Regions from separate parts of the Mus musculus genome. Here all the other regions are linked to region 1. The links are chromatin contacts, called in public Hi-C and HiChIP or PLAC-seq maps. All regions are on one chromosome and are shown on one strand. The core of a region is the stretch at or near the end of the contact, and the rest is flanking DNA. Distances in the headings are between cores, read along the strand shown. Region 1 has its middle 100 kb from the start of Gm32137. Region 2 overlaps Gm32210 (a long non-coding RNA gene). Region 3 overlaps Gm32210 (a long non-coding RNA gene).

Region 1 (4,753 bases), core at 1,577-4,076:
GATCTGGATGGCCTAAGTTCCCTTTCCTTCAGTACAAGAAATGTCAAAGTAGAATGGTTGTCAAGTTCACTCACCAGAAGGCATAAGAAATCCAAAGCCTTAATTTCCTTTTCTACACAGTAGGCTTTATAGCACCTAACTTTACAGGATTGTCATAAGACTTAATTAAAATCGGACACAGGCTTCAGTGAGGACCAGAGAGGGAAAGGCTTGCCCATATTGACAGATTCAATCAAGCGAGCGAGGCCAGTGTGGTGATCAAATGCACAGAGGACAGAGAGTGTTGGCTGAAGCATATGCTGGGTGCCCACCTGTAGCGCATGTTTTCCTCTGTAATTTCTGATCCATCATTTTCTCTTTGTCTTTAAAAGCATCTCCTGGAAGAGAGGCAGTTTGGCAAGAAGGAAAGCAGGCCTGCTTCTTCTCTCTTCCTTTCGCCTTCTCCTTTTTGGAAACACATAACTCAAAGCAGGTTGACTACATAGCAGATCCAGTTTGTTTTAAACTCTAGTTTCAGAAGCAAATTCTTTCAGTGAATCTAAATTGAGTCCACAAAAATGGCCGGGATGGCTTGTGGACTGGGATATAAGCTCTAAGATGTGACCCCTGTCTCGTTAAAGTTGAGAATATTGAAGCCACGGTGATGGGTAACTTGTCCAGGATCTCACTGCCTCATGACCTACCTTTATTGACAAAGTGTCAGGAAAAGAAGCCAGGAATGACTAGTCAGCTGGCACTGGTCTTCTGATGGGTTGGGCAAGGAAAGGCGTGGGGTCAGGTTAGTGTCACACAGGCTGCCCAGAGGTAGAGAGAAACAGTGACAGCCAAGCTCTAGCTTACAGCAGTGACTCCAAACTAAGACCCAACACTGGATGGACAGCAAGTGACACTGAGAGCAGCTGGTATGCAAGGTGATAAAATCAAATAGGAGTTCCATGAAATGAACAGAGCACCTGGATCCTTGAATGGCTCCCCTTGTAGGAGATGTCTTCACAATCCATCCCATCCACTTTTCCCTGTCTGCCCATGACTCACTCAATGCAACCACATCCAGCACTTTTTATCCACACCCATGGTCTCGGGTGTTCATCAGACTTTTTGACTCTCTTCAGAAGCCCGTGTCCCTTCCTAGCCCCCTTCTTTTCAGTCCAACAGAATTCTACGTATTCTTCAAAGAGCTCTTCAGTCTCACTGCTGCCTCAGAGCCTTCCGTGTACCCTTGCTGGAAGCATTCTTTCCCTTCCCTGGCCTTTCGTAGCCCCATGGCTGCTCCTGTCTCCCAAGCATCAGCATCCTTGTGCATTCTATGCACAGCTATAGTTGCATTGCCTCCTCTCTCTGGCACGGTCATCCTGTCTGCCCTGTGGACCTCGCTTTCGTGTCTCACGCAGGTGCTGAGAAAATAGTTTCCAAGGGAATGATGATCTGAGAGGGGTCCACATGACAATGGCTCCATTGTATTTGCCTTTAGCAAGATTCCTTGATGGGGTGTCATGTTCTCCCAGTATGGAAAGAGACAGAGGTGTTGGAAGTATTTAGGAATGATATATAGAAATGGAGAGTACCTTTTTGAAAATGGGCCAAAGTCAATTTAAAGAAAAAGAAAAACAAAACTGAAGACATTTGTAGAGAAACTAGGCACACTTGTGAACCAGTCTGCAAACATGCAGAGGGCTTTCCCCCAGAGTACTGGAAGTAGTTAGTTTCCATTCCTGATCAAAACACATCAGTAGAAAATTAGCCTAAACAGAAGTATCACTGAGATCACACAGAAGGAAAATATTTCAGAGAGGAGGTGATTCAACACTCAGATGATTTACCAGCGGGAATGTAGACTTTAGCTCTGAATCCAGAAGACTATTAAAGCTCAGACTCCTGAGTGCCAAGGCCAGGTGAGTGACTCCTTCTGGAATGAAAGCCATGCATGAATTTGACAATCTCATCTCTCACACCTCCCTGTGCTGGCTAGGTGTCCTCCTTACATGCCACCAGAAGCCGATCCTACGATTTCCCAGCAGGTGGCGACAATACATAGAAAATTCTGATCACGACAAAGGAGAAAGAAAAGTTTGAAAAGGGCTGCGATTTCTTGAGGATATTAGAGACCCATGCTAGGTCTGTAAAAATCTATTAAGTTCTCCAGAAAACCTGAAAGTCTCTATCAATTTGCCTCACATATTCATCTCCTCTGTTCATTGGAGCTCATTGGAATAAAACAAGACAGTGTGTTTGGCTGTTTGTAAATACAACCTTCCCAACAGGGTATTTGCATTTGCAGAACATAGCCATTTGAAGAACATCTTCTGTGTCTGTGTTCAGAGAAAAGAATGGGAATGCAATTCTTTCAGAGTTACTTTGAAGACCTTATTGGATCTCTCTCTCTCTCTCTCTCTCTCTCTCTCTCTCTTCCCCCCCCCCCCCCGTGTGTGTGTGTGTGTGTGTGTGTGTGCCAATGAGAGATGCTGTCAAAAAAAAAGGGGGATAGGAATTGTTAAGGATGTCCTAAGGATGTTGTTTCTTAAAGACTGTCTCCTAAGTTCAGTAAGTATTGCACACACATTCATGTGCACCCACCAACACGTGTGCACCCCCACCTAAACAAGCACATATATTCTCACACACATAAAAATAACACCTTATTAGTAAAAACAGAGGCAGAATAATGTAAAAGAACAGTGACTCCTCTAAAGATGCACACATATTTAGAGGTCGGCGAGCCTGTGTGTTCTCTAGCTTCCTTCTGAGGAAGACTGCTGCTGCAGGATGCTAGGACCATCAAGTGTCCCTGTGAGTCATTCAAGGGAGCTGGCTCTGCTGACATGCAACAGGCCAACAGGCCAGAGCCTTGTGACTCAGCCCGGAGGCAGCCTCTGGATGAGGATGCATGAGGGTAGCCCATGCCTATCAAGTAATAACCAGGAAGGATGCTGTATATTATGTACCAACAACAGATTCCCTCTCAGGGATACTTCCCATTGAGATCCCCGCAGTGGCCCACTGGACAGTTGCTGCAGCACCATTAAGAGATAAGCTCTGCTTTTTAACCCATTCATGAGTTTTGTTTGTTTTGCTTTTGTTTTCTGGGCCCCGGAGTACTCTGGGCCGCTGAGGTTTACTTCTTTTTCTTGCTTCCCTAGTTAACATTTAGATCCTTGTATTCCTTGGATGGTGCAGGATCATGCCTCCTAAGTGATTTATCAGTGCATATAATATGCATCTTCTCCCCTGCTCTCAGGTGGCTGCATCCGTGGGACTTGCATCTGTGATGTATGGACAGGATGTGACCAACACAGGCTCTTCAGTGGAAAGAAAACTGCTCACTTTCCACAGAGAGGTGGAGAGACTTTCCATTAGCCTTTCTGTCTATCTAGAGTTTTTTTCTCCATTTCCCATGTGCTTCATGACCTCTAGGTTGTTTTGCTTGTTTAGTTGGTTGCGTTTACAAGTCAGTCCTAAGGTCCATTCTATCATGACATCCTTTGGATTAGGATCATAACAACGTGAAATTTTATTATGTGCCTGCAGTAAAGATTTCCCACTAGGTCCCACCAATGAAAACCTGTAGTACAGTTCCCAGTATGAGAAGTGGTTGTCTTTCTGTAAAAAAGATAAAGGATTTAAAACTCTGTGGTTGAATCAAGATAGAGGTGGGACGATGGAAGGCAGCCAGGGGTGGATATCCTCACTGGAGTGCTGGCTCTGAAAGCGCATGCTTTCTTTGGGATTATTTCAGTTGTCAAGCGCAGCAGGCTTGACATCAATACACAGCGGGCCATGGATTATGGCTGTCTCTAATGACCATGTCACAGTGTGTTTGTTGTTCTGGATGTTAATATATAGAGCAAATGACAGCTCTTTAATTGAAGGTTGGAAGTGCCCCTTGCTAAGGCGCCTGGGTGACACATCCTTAACCACTGAAGTGAAACCCAAGACACTTGCTGGCTACGAAATGATACCCTGGAAGTCCTCTTCCTATTTGTGTATGTGCTTGGGAGGGAACATGAGCCCAGCAGCGGGCCTGCACCTCACTGGCAGCTCTTGATTTTTACCAGAGGGTGGCATCATTGGGGAACTAGCAAGGGTATATCAGTTCCATAGGAAATCCCAGCTAACCAGAGCTTTAGTGGAACATGGAACATGGCAACACAGGGTGTTTGAGGCCAGAAGAAAGGGATCAGGTCTTGTACTTTCTTTACAAAAAGTTGAATTGTCTTTTCAAGGTTCTGGAGGTCAGAGGGACAAAGTGGGTTACCCTGGAGTAAAATCAAGCATTCATTCTGGGTGGTCTGGTGGGAGTATATTTCTTCTATTTTTCTAGTTTCTAGAAGCTTCTTATGTTCTGTGACTTGGGAACCCTTTTCATCTGTTCTCTGTTTTCTATCGACTGGTTTTCTTGTTTCATTCTCTCAACTTTGGAAATCTCTGTGATTGTATTGGCTCTTTAATCTCTTCATACCCAAATCATCTGATAAGCCATCTTAATTCTATCTACTTTCTTTAATTCCCTCCTCTCACTACCATTCAGCAAAGATACCATTCACACTGGGTCTATGAATAAAAACGTGGGCATCTTTGGGATGGAGACATTATTCTTCTTACCTGGAAGGTACTAGATTAGGAAGGCTCTGTGGAATACTCATAGATGAGATAAGACTGTTGTAGTCTAAACCTTGGAGAAAAGGACTATGGGTGGGAGAGTTACGTAAGACAAAGGCTGTTCCAGAGGTCTTAAAAGCAAAATTCTTAATCAAAC
Region 2 (4,753 bases), core at 1,149-3,648, 190 kb after region 1:
GAGTGGGACACTAAGAAAGAACAAAGCTGAGGGTGTTTCTAAGTGTGCTGCCCACTGCATGCTGCTGTACACTGCTTGAGCTTAAAGAATTCTAACAGAGAATTCTTTATCCCATCTAAGAACAGAATGCTTATGAATCAAGGGAGAGAAATTTTCCCTTTCTCCATCATCCAAGTCAAAGTGGGCATTAAAGTCTCTGGCTCTCTCTCTGACATCATCTCTGGAATCTGCAGTAAGTGACCAAGGAAAACAAAGTCCCTGCTTGGGAGTATTTGTCAGTATGCACAAATGCACAATTTCTCTGCCATGCACTGTCCTATGTAGGGCCTCTCAATGTGAGGTAGAGCAGAGCAACCTTGAAGGACCTCCCTGGTTTTGCATCTCTGGAAAGAGCATGGTGATTGCTCTTCCTAGAGGCAGGAGTTTACACAAAGACAAGGAGGCAGGGTCCATAGGAACTATTATATCCAATAAGCTCTGAATCCAGGGCAGGATCTATGGACCAGAATTGGTCTCTCAAGTGTCAGCTCTTCCTTCTATGAACATTCACCGTGAAGAACTGCTCTTTTGCTAAGACGCACATATCCAGGTAAATGTAACCAGACAAGGGCTATGGATCACTCATGCCTGCCATGTGCTACTGGGGCAGAGGGACTGTCTTGGGAATTATTCTCCTGTCTCCAGAACCTTGGATAACATAGAAACCCCTATCCTAATCCCTGCCTCAGAAAATGTACTCCCTGATCCTCTTTTGGAAGAAGTACCTTATAGCAGCCCTAAACAAAGGATTTCTAGCACCCAGAGGTGGGGCAGGGAGAAGGGCAGTTAAATAATATAGAGAAACTGTTCCCTGGACAGGGCTCTTTAAAAGCTGATGCCATCCATGGCTTGTCATAACCTGCTTTTCAATTTATATAAGAATCAACAGGGAATCTAATTTAGCATAGCTGAACCTTGGTGAGCCACAATCCTGCCCCTTACTGAATGAACCAGTTCAACAATTTCTTCCTGTAATAAATAATAGTGGAATTTTGTTTTGTTTTTTACTCGTTTTGGGGACATGTTCTCATATAGGCCAGAAAACTCACTATGTAGCTGAAAATGGCTTTAAACATCTGATCCTAGTCTACCCCTCCAAAGTATTGTAACATAAGCCCAGACATTCTAAAAGCGCTCATTATAATATCTAATACATATGCATAAAGTTTATATAGCACTTGCCTGAAAATATAAAACTATTAGAGACAAACAGCAAATGAGCCTTAGCATTGTAATAATTCCCCACAGGATCAGAGTGAATAAGAGGCACTTTCATATATGTATGTAACATACTTTGATCATATTTGTCACCTGCTATTTTAACCCCTGTCTTCCTTCTATCTTGCTTAATTTCATGCCCCTTTTCTTATCTAGGATGACATCATAGAAAAAGCATATTATATTATTCCGAGTGTGGCTTATTTCATTTAACACAATGATCTACAGTTCCATTCATTTGCCTGAAAACAGCATAAATCTTATTCTTTCTTATAGCTGAGTAAAAATTTTACAACTGAGCTTTTATGATACCAGACAGAACTTACAAGAAAGAAAACATGCATGTAGGGAATAAAATGGAAGACTGGAAATAAGGAAAATATCTAATAGAAGATATGCCCTTCTTAGAAGGCAGTAAGCTAAATACAGTAATAGAAATATGTAATACTTATTGGATGCTTACTATAAATAGGATCTACACTATACTCTCATATGTACTAACTACTGTAAACCTCATCTCAGTCATCAGATGAAGGATGTGAGGCACAAAAGGCTGAAGTAACCTCAGCATCACACAGCTATTGAATGACAGGTACTTTCAGACTCTGAAGAAGATATTCATGTGGTGAAGAGTGAACTGGAGATTTATTAGACTTCAGATATCTTTGTATCCTAGGGCCAGGCACATGCATAGTCAGTCAGCAAGCAATGACTTGTCCTAAGGAAGTGAGCTGAATTGAATGATCTGCAAAGAAGTGGAGAAGAAGAAAAATCCTAAGGTCATCATAGAAACTGAAATTGCAAGACCAGGAGCCAGAATATGCAGTACTCTGCCCTTGCCCCTGGATAAGCTTCAGGGGAAGTCCAGGAAGAAATCCAGAGGCACTGAATAGGTCTTTGGTCCTATCAGGAGACAAATAGAAGGTAAAGAATAGAGCAAGGCTCCACAATTCCAACTTGAATAGTACATTTGTGTACCATGACTCTGAGCACCAGGCATCCTCCATCTAGCGGCTTGTTTAAGCTCTGAAAATACATACCCTCCTTAATAGATGGACACTTATTTCAGTCTTGTCATTCAAGTGGCTAACTACTGTGACCACAACTTTCTCAAGAACGCTTGTCATGTTGAGACAAACCACAGGAATGACTGGGCAACACCCTGGGAACTCAAACTCTGAAGTATACTAACAGTTGTGTGACCCTAAGCACAGCAGTCTGGCTACTTCTCCAAATTCACTGCTTTCAGTCTAACAACAGAGTGGCTTAAAACAGTGCCTCCATCCATATATCCATCCATCCACATATTCAAGGCCATTCTGTATCCCTACCTGACCCTCCTCTATTACAGCTGCTCTGCTTGGCTTTGGCCATTTCCTCTCCTTTTTTCTTCTCCCCTCCACCTCACTTCACACAGCCCATTTCATTTTCTATCTCTCTAAAGAGAGATAGCATTTTCTCCAGTCAGGAGAATTCAACAGGCCAATGTAATAAACATTTTATGAATCTAGCAAGTGCTTGTCTGCCATTTTAATGTCTTAGTTATTTCACATGGCCTCAGTTACAGTCTCCCTGGGGCAACAGCTCTTCATTTTAGTTCCAAAGACAAAGCATGTAATCTAACTCCCAAATCCTACTAAAGGGCAGAAAATGTGGTACCCACTCACTCACATATTCTCAGCGAAGGTTTCACAGACATGGTTTTGTTACAATTATTTTGGGACTGGACTTTTGAATCAATTATACACTTGGTGGGTGCCAACAACATTTGTTCCTTCAATATCATGTTTTTAATAATTAGAAAGTATTTCTCTGGATCACATAATGCTTCAGGCTTGCCAAAAGCGAGCTCCAATAATGACTTCTGAGTGCTGTGAATGATTCTGCTGGGGCTGCCACCACAAAAATAACCTCTTCACCGAGTAGAAATGATTTTCTCTTAACTTGATCTGCTATTTGCCTAGATTTCACTTAAATAAGTTTGCCTTTGAAGACCAGAAACTTTCATACTGTTTATCGTTCAATCCAACTTAACTATCTAGAAAAAAGCTTTTATAGCCCTTCTAACATCAAACATTGGACACAGTGGTATAGAATGAGGTCATTGCTACTCAACATTTGCTGTGATGACCCATTAAGGAGGAGCAAGTATATCTCCCACTTGGCAGATAATTGTTCTTCCAGCCCAAGAAAGTAAGCCTCTGTCTATTTCGGATACTAAGGCTGAGGTTATGATGACTATCAATGCACTTACACTGCCAGGATTGGAGTCCCACAGGATCTCTGCATAAGTAACACAGGCCACCAAGTGTCTCCTTCTTGTACATGTCCCACCTTTGACCTTAGTCATGAGACTCTCTGCTAAATGTCCTCTATCCCTTTGTATGAGTACATTCAGAACATGCTGGAGAGTGTTCAGGACTGGCATACTATTACTGTTATTGAGAGAAATCATTTAACCATAGAATTTTCAAAGGTCTGTGAATAGAATCATAGGGAAGCTCCAACAGGGATAGTTATTGTGATTTTACAATGCGAGACTTCTGTGTAGTCAATCTCAGAGTTTCCTAAACTTAGAGTCAGTCTCACTGGACCAAAAGGATGAGCAAGTCCAGGAGTTATTTGAAAAAAAAAGGGGGGGGGGAGTTGGTTTTATAGAAAATTTTTGTTGTTTTGAATTTTTGGTAGGACTAGAAAATGAATGTAAGGCCTAATACATGCTAGGTAAGCACTTCAAAATGGAATAACCATAGCCCTAAATATTGGTCTTGAAAACACACACACACACACACACACACACACACACACACACACTAGTTCTTTGAGAATTTTGTACAATGTGCTTAAATCCTCTTCATGCCTGCCATAGACCTTTAACTCTTTCCAGATCTCTCTTTCTGTCTGTCTCTGTCTCTGTGTCTGTCTCTGTCTGTCTCTGTCTTTCTGTCTCTCTGTCTGTCTCTGTGTCTCTGTCTCTGTCTCTCTCTCTGTCTCTCTGTCTCTCTCTGTCTCTCTCTCTGTCTCTCTCTGTCTCTCTGTCTCTCTCTGTCTCTCTCTGTCTCTCTCTCTCTGTCTCTCTCTCTCTCTCTCTCTCTCTCTCTCTCTCTCTCTCTCTCTCTCTCTCTCTCCAAATCCCACCCAACATTATATCCTCTTTTTTAACCACCAAGACCAATTCTTGGATGTGTGGTCTTCCACTGGAGTGTGGTCAATTTAACAGGATCTAAACTTTGAGTAAAGCCTAGCTCTGCCTCTCCTAGAAGCTAACAGTGGTTGAAAGCACCATGGCCTAGCTACCATCTGCCTGTTGGCATTTGGTCTGGTTCAAGCCTGTACAGGTTATGTATATACTGTTACAACCCCTGCAGTTGTACTTTAATGGCAAATAAGGGCTGTCTTGTCATGTGTGACCACTAAGAAATGCTCTTCCTTGAACTGATTTCTGTTAGATTCTGGCAGACTAAAAACTAAAGTACTAGTGACTAAATATTCGTCC
Region 3 (4,753 bases), core at 1,410-3,909, 170 kb after region 1:
CAGTAATAACAGAAATCCGTTGAGACAGAGAAGTTGGTTTGTGTTTCTATCAGCCAAAGGTTTGCCAGAGAAATAGAACAGGCTAGGATATATTACATAGATATGGGATAAAGAATTGCCTTCTAAGTCTATGTAAGTGGCTAGCAAGGCAAGCCTGAAATCCATGAGGCTGGCTAAGAAAAGGCAGGCTGGGACTCTGGGGCCAGAGTGGAAGCTGCATCCCAGACCCATGTTTCTCTTAAGAGGAACCTGGACTCCACTCTTAAGGCTTGCAGCTGGATCAGGCTGCCACACTTTCTAGGATTCTTCGACATCCCTTTAAATGATTATAGATGCTAATCACCCTCAGAAACACCTACATAGTCGCAAGTGGTTTGGTAGGATAGTCTTTAGCCTGCTGAGGTTGCTGTAGCAGAACACTATAGACTTTGTGGATTATAGATTACAGACATTGTAAATGTATTTCTCTCAGTTCTTGTTGCTGGGAAGTTCAAAATGAAGGCACCAATAGATTAGGTGTCTGGTAAGGATCAAGTTCTTAGACTGTTTGCAACATAATATCATATGGTAGAAGTCCTTGGGGGGGGGGCGTCTCTTAAGATCTCTTTTATAAAGATACAACTCCCATTTATGAGCTGAGCCTTGGTGATCTCTAAGATTATCATATTTTAACATACATTAATAAGGAGGGTCTTTTGTATGGAGACTGTAGATTAGTCATGTAGAACATGTTAAACTCCATGGGTCACAAACCAAAACCAAGGCCAAAACAAAAAGACATTATTGTTAGTGGGGGATGGAACTTGTTCAAAGCAGGGGAGTATTGACTGAGGTGGGGTAGTGAGTGTGATCAAAATGTGTTATACAAAGGTATGCAGTTGTCAAGGAACAAATATAACGACTTTCTCTGAGGCTCCAACTCCCAAATAATGACACAGAAATCTTTTATGTTTATAAATGCTTTAGGCCTTAGCTTAGGCTTGTTCCCAACTAGCTCTTAAATTAACCTTTTAATCCTAATCTGTGTTCGGCCAAATGACTCCTTACTGTTCCTCAATTTCATATGTGCTACTTCATCGGCATCTGGCTGGCAAATGTTCTGGGGTCTTGTAGGCAGCCGGGCGCCTAAAAGATGGCGCCGGCCTCCCGTACATCTGTAAACAATGCCACTGCGCAGGCGCTAGCCCGAATCTGGTGCCAACCCCTCCCAAGCAGGTGCATACAAATCAAAGTGCCGGAAGACTGACCAATCCCAGGAGGACACATAGCTCTCCCCAGTGCTGGGGTGTATATAAGCAGTCCTCCCTGGGTTTCCGGAGTTCCCGTAGCATTGAGGTGTTCCTGAAATAAAAAAGGCTGTTGAGAAGAATCCGACCGTGTTGCATTTTTTTCTTGCTGGACGAGGTGAGCGCAACAGGGTCTGACTCTTTTCCAGAGTTCTTATCTCTGTCAGAAGTCTTGCCTCTTCTCTTCTTCTTTGCTATAGGCTAGTTAGCTTTTTATTAAACCAATCGGAAGGTGATGGAAAAGATGTTCTCAAAACATTTGAGACAGGTGATACTTAACATAACCAAAGCTCATTCTGCATTCAGCTCTCCGCTTCACAGAACTCAGTGTTTGAATAATACGAAGACACTACCCAAGAATACTATCCCAATAAACAAATTAATAAAGAAACTCTAGCTAGCACTCTATACCTGGATGTGTGATTACAAAAGAAAAGACCGTGAATAACAAGCAATAGTGGTGATGTGAAGAAATGGTAATTTTTATTCACTTCTGTTTGAAATATAAAATGATCCCGCTGCTTTAGAATGCAGTCTATTAAGATCTCTGAAAGAGTAAGCACTAAGAGACCTTACCAACTAGCAATTCCACTCCTGGGTGTAAAGCCAAGAAAGGTGAGAACACACATCCTTATAGTCTCATACAGTGTGCGATATCCAAAAGATGGGAACAGACCAAGAATCTATCCACTCCTGAACATTTCAGCAAAGCACAGTAGGCCCATACACTAGAATTGTTCTGCCATAAAACTAATGAAATATTGTTCCATGATACGGTATAAATACACCTCAAAAGCCTCACACATGCTAGTCAAAAGGGCAAGTCACAAAAGGCAAATTGCTGGGAGATCCCATTTCATCAGTTATAAGATAAAGGGCTCCATAACAGCACAAAGTAAATTATGGTTTACAGAAGTTGAAAGAGTTCTAAAAAAATTGAATGTGTCAGTAAAAAGGGATTGGGTTTTCCAAGGTGATGAAAATGTTCAAAACTTAATTGTGGTGATGGTTGATCAGCTCCACAAATGCACTCAAAAATGAGTGAGCAAAATGCACAATGGGTGAGTTGTACCTCAAAGAAGCTGTTGTCCATTTGAGAAGACTATTTTGGGAAACTTGGAAGTGAAGGTTTTGAAAGGCCTGCTGTCACAGGGCTGTTAGACCTATGATTAACCAGAGACATCAGTTGGCTTAGTCCTCATATCGGGAAGCAGGCATCAGAGTGAGGGATGAGGTAAGAGGCTCTCTGTGGCTTGGTGGATACCACTCCCACCAGAGAAGGAGGGAGGAAGGAGCCCTAACCAGATCAGACAGAGCCATTCCAGGACCTCCTTCCATGCCCCACTCTCTGGCGTCAGTGGCGTAGTCTGCCACCTAAGGCAAGCGGATATGAGTGGGTTCATCCAAGAAAACACTCAAAAGCTTGCCTAGACAGAGTATGAGCTCAGAAACTTCTCTTTTACCTCAGAGGCTTAAAATTTTTGATTCATTTGGTAACAGTTTATCTTTGATGACGGACCAATGCATGACTCAGTTTTGTGGCGTTTAGCACCTCCATGCTGGGAACTAACTCAAATGCTTTTTACTTATCCCAGAGACAGCCCTGGACTTCAGCCCAAGCTTCCTGCTCCCTCCTGGCTCCCACAATAGGGATTTTTTTGTATGTCCATCTCTCAGGAGACCTAATGGAGAGGCTGTTGTGTTACTGGGTATGTAAAGTTCCAGTCCTTTGATGTTTCCTCTGTCGTTTCTAATCTGAACTACAGATATTAACTGACAGCTTTAGCTAGGGCTTTCAAGAACAGAAAACAAGCTGATAAAGATGAATGTTCTGATTTATATTCAAACTTCACTTTACTAAAATCAAAGCGAGAGCACTGGGTATTTTTAAACAGGGGCTCCCCGGGTATGTGGTAGGCGCTGCTTAGCATCTGATCCTCAGGGTAGGTCCAGAGCCTTAGCCAGTATTTGTCCTGCTTCAGGGACATTATGGCCATACTCATTTGGCATCAATTAAATTGTTCAGACTTGCTGTCACCATTTGTTTAACTTTAGGCCACTGGTATTCACAAGGAATCTCTGAGTTTTCCCATGTGTGGATTATACACATTTTACTAGGTTCTTCGCATGGTGGCTCTTGCTGAGGTTGGCCCATGATCTCCTACCTCATATGGTTAAGACCTAAATGAAGCACCAACAGAGGCCTGCACTCCCCTCAGTCATGGATCCTGTAGGTGTTCAAAACCCCATAGCAGCACTTGGTGAAGACCAGAGTGCTGCAGTGGGGTCACCATTCCCTCTCACAACCTCTCTGGTATCTTCGTGCAAGCTGCCTTGTAGACGCTACAGCCTAAATCATCTAAAAAGCAATCCCAACAAATCAATCCTTGATCAAAAGACATCAGGACCCTTTATGCTCATTCTGTAGGCTAAGCCAGAATCTATTCATCCCCTACTCAAATGTACTCAGTGATGATCAAAACAAGGGAGCCTTGAGCATAAAAAGCCACATGTTTTAATGATCCATTCATAAAAAAAAACCCTCTCATGTTCTAGTGATCTATTCACAAAGGGAAATTACTACCAAGTACTTCCTCCCATCCCCCTCTTTTTCTTCAAGGAAAGGCTAGCTGTGAGGATCCAAGAGAAGTGACAGTACTGTCTTCTTTTCCCCTTGATCCCAGGTTAGGTTCTTCCTCTGCCTTCCCTTTCTGTACTGACTGCACCCTCTGTTATAACTTTGCTTGAATGTCTTTGGTGTGTCCTCATCAGAGCCCTAACTATAGCAACAAATGCCTTATATTTCTCATACTTTAGTACCCACTAAACAAACAATTTCTTGATGTTTTACTGTTTTAATATAGCCTAATAAATAGAGAATAAACACAACTATACACATCTATACTATATAAATGTTTGGCTTGTGTGATACACAGTATTCCAAGTGCCTAAAACCCATGAGATAAATAAAAGGAAAACATTTGCAATAAAAAAAGCAGAAAGAATCTTGAATTTGGACAGGAAGTGGTTAAGACTGCCCATCTGGTGTATCAACCAGATCCTGATACCTGGGCTGCCAGCTTGATGCTCATAGGGGTTGATCAGACTTTCTTGTATCTAGAGGCTGAGCAGCATATACTACAGTATCTACCGTAAGAGACTGCAGAATCATAAGAATGAAGTTACTAAATGTCATGAAGTAATTCTAAGGGTGGCCATCTTTATTTTATTTAATTTCTGACCTAAATTGCTTATGTACTAGTTGTGTTACAATGTTATGACCCTGTCCAATATGATGATGATTCAAAGCTGTGGAATTATGACCAGACTACTCCATGGGAAATGTTGCCCATCGTGAGTCTTATCCCTTAGGTCATTTGTTTAGCCAATCTCCTTGAAGTCCTGAGCTAGTGTGGAAAAAAAAATGTCTGAATGATCTATGCCAGACTGATCTAAGTTTCTGGAGA

Evidence for each region. A called contact is a pair of places that touch in the nucleus more often than the background predicts. HiChIP or PLAC-seq counts read pairs in DNA pulled down with a chosen protein or histone mark.
Region 2: a Hi-C map of the C2C12 cell line shows a contact between it and region 1, with 5 times the contacts expected there. The contact joins two enhancer-like sites. A contact is called at or near these places in 1 of 39 promoter capture datasets (the 3T3-L1 cell line), 2 of 15 datasets of contacts at CTCF or cohesin (both in the NIH/3T3 cell line), 16 of 484 Hi-C or Micro-C datasets (the C2C12 cell line, MC3T3-E1-derived osteoblasts, adipose-derived mesenchymal stem cells and 5 more) and 4 of 115 datasets of contacts at active chromatin or transcription factors (the NIH/3T3 cell line, embryonic fibroblasts, pancreatic cancer cells and 1 more).
Region 3: a contact with region 1 is called in an H3K27ac HiChIP or PLAC-seq map of embryonic fibroblasts, with 3 times the contacts expected there. The contact joins two enhancer-like sites. A contact is called at or near these places in 1 of 15 datasets of contacts at CTCF or cohesin (the NIH/3T3 cell line), 5 of 484 Hi-C or Micro-C datasets (adipose-derived mesenchymal stem cells, embryonic fibroblasts, embryonic stem cells and 2 more) and 3 of 115 datasets of contacts at active chromatin or transcription factors (the NIH/3T3 cell line, embryonic fibroblasts and fibro-adipogenic progenitors).

What each region holds. Positions count from the first base shown.
Region 1 is chr2:117,539,670-117,544,422 of GRCm38.p6, forward strand. No RefSeq gene overlaps it. Among named protein-coding and RNA genes, the nearest start is that of Gm32137, 100 kb to the left of the region's middle. Within about 2 kb of position 2,827, at least 38 of the 459 cell types and tissues checked have an H3K27ac peak or open chromatin away from gene starts, as enhancers often do. A contact at or near this core is called in the C2C12 cell line, embryonic fibroblasts, granulosa cells and 1 more, where this site is marked.
Region 2 is chr2:117,729,058-117,733,810 of GRCm38.p6, forward strand. All of the region lies in intron 2 of Gm32210 (a long non-coding RNA gene), which reads left to right. Among named protein-coding and RNA genes, the nearest start is that of Gm32210, 26 kb to the left of the region's middle. Within about 2 kb of position 2,399, at least 38 of the 459 cell types and tissues checked have an H3K27ac peak or open chromatin away from gene starts, as enhancers often do. A contact at or near this core is called in the C2C12 cell line, embryonic fibroblasts, granulosa cells and 1 more, where this site is marked.
Region 3 is chr2:117,707,767-117,712,519 of GRCm38.p6, forward strand. It overlaps Gm32210 (a long non-coding RNA gene), which reads left to right. Exons shown (of 3, transcript XR_374901.1): 2 at 2,882-2,995. Among named protein-coding and RNA genes, the nearest start is that of Gm32210, 5.2 kb to the left of the region's middle. Within about 2 kb of position 2,660, at least 34 of the 459 cell types and tissues checked have an H3K27ac peak or open chromatin away from gene starts, as enhancers often do. A contact at or near this core is called in embryonic fibroblasts, where this site is marked.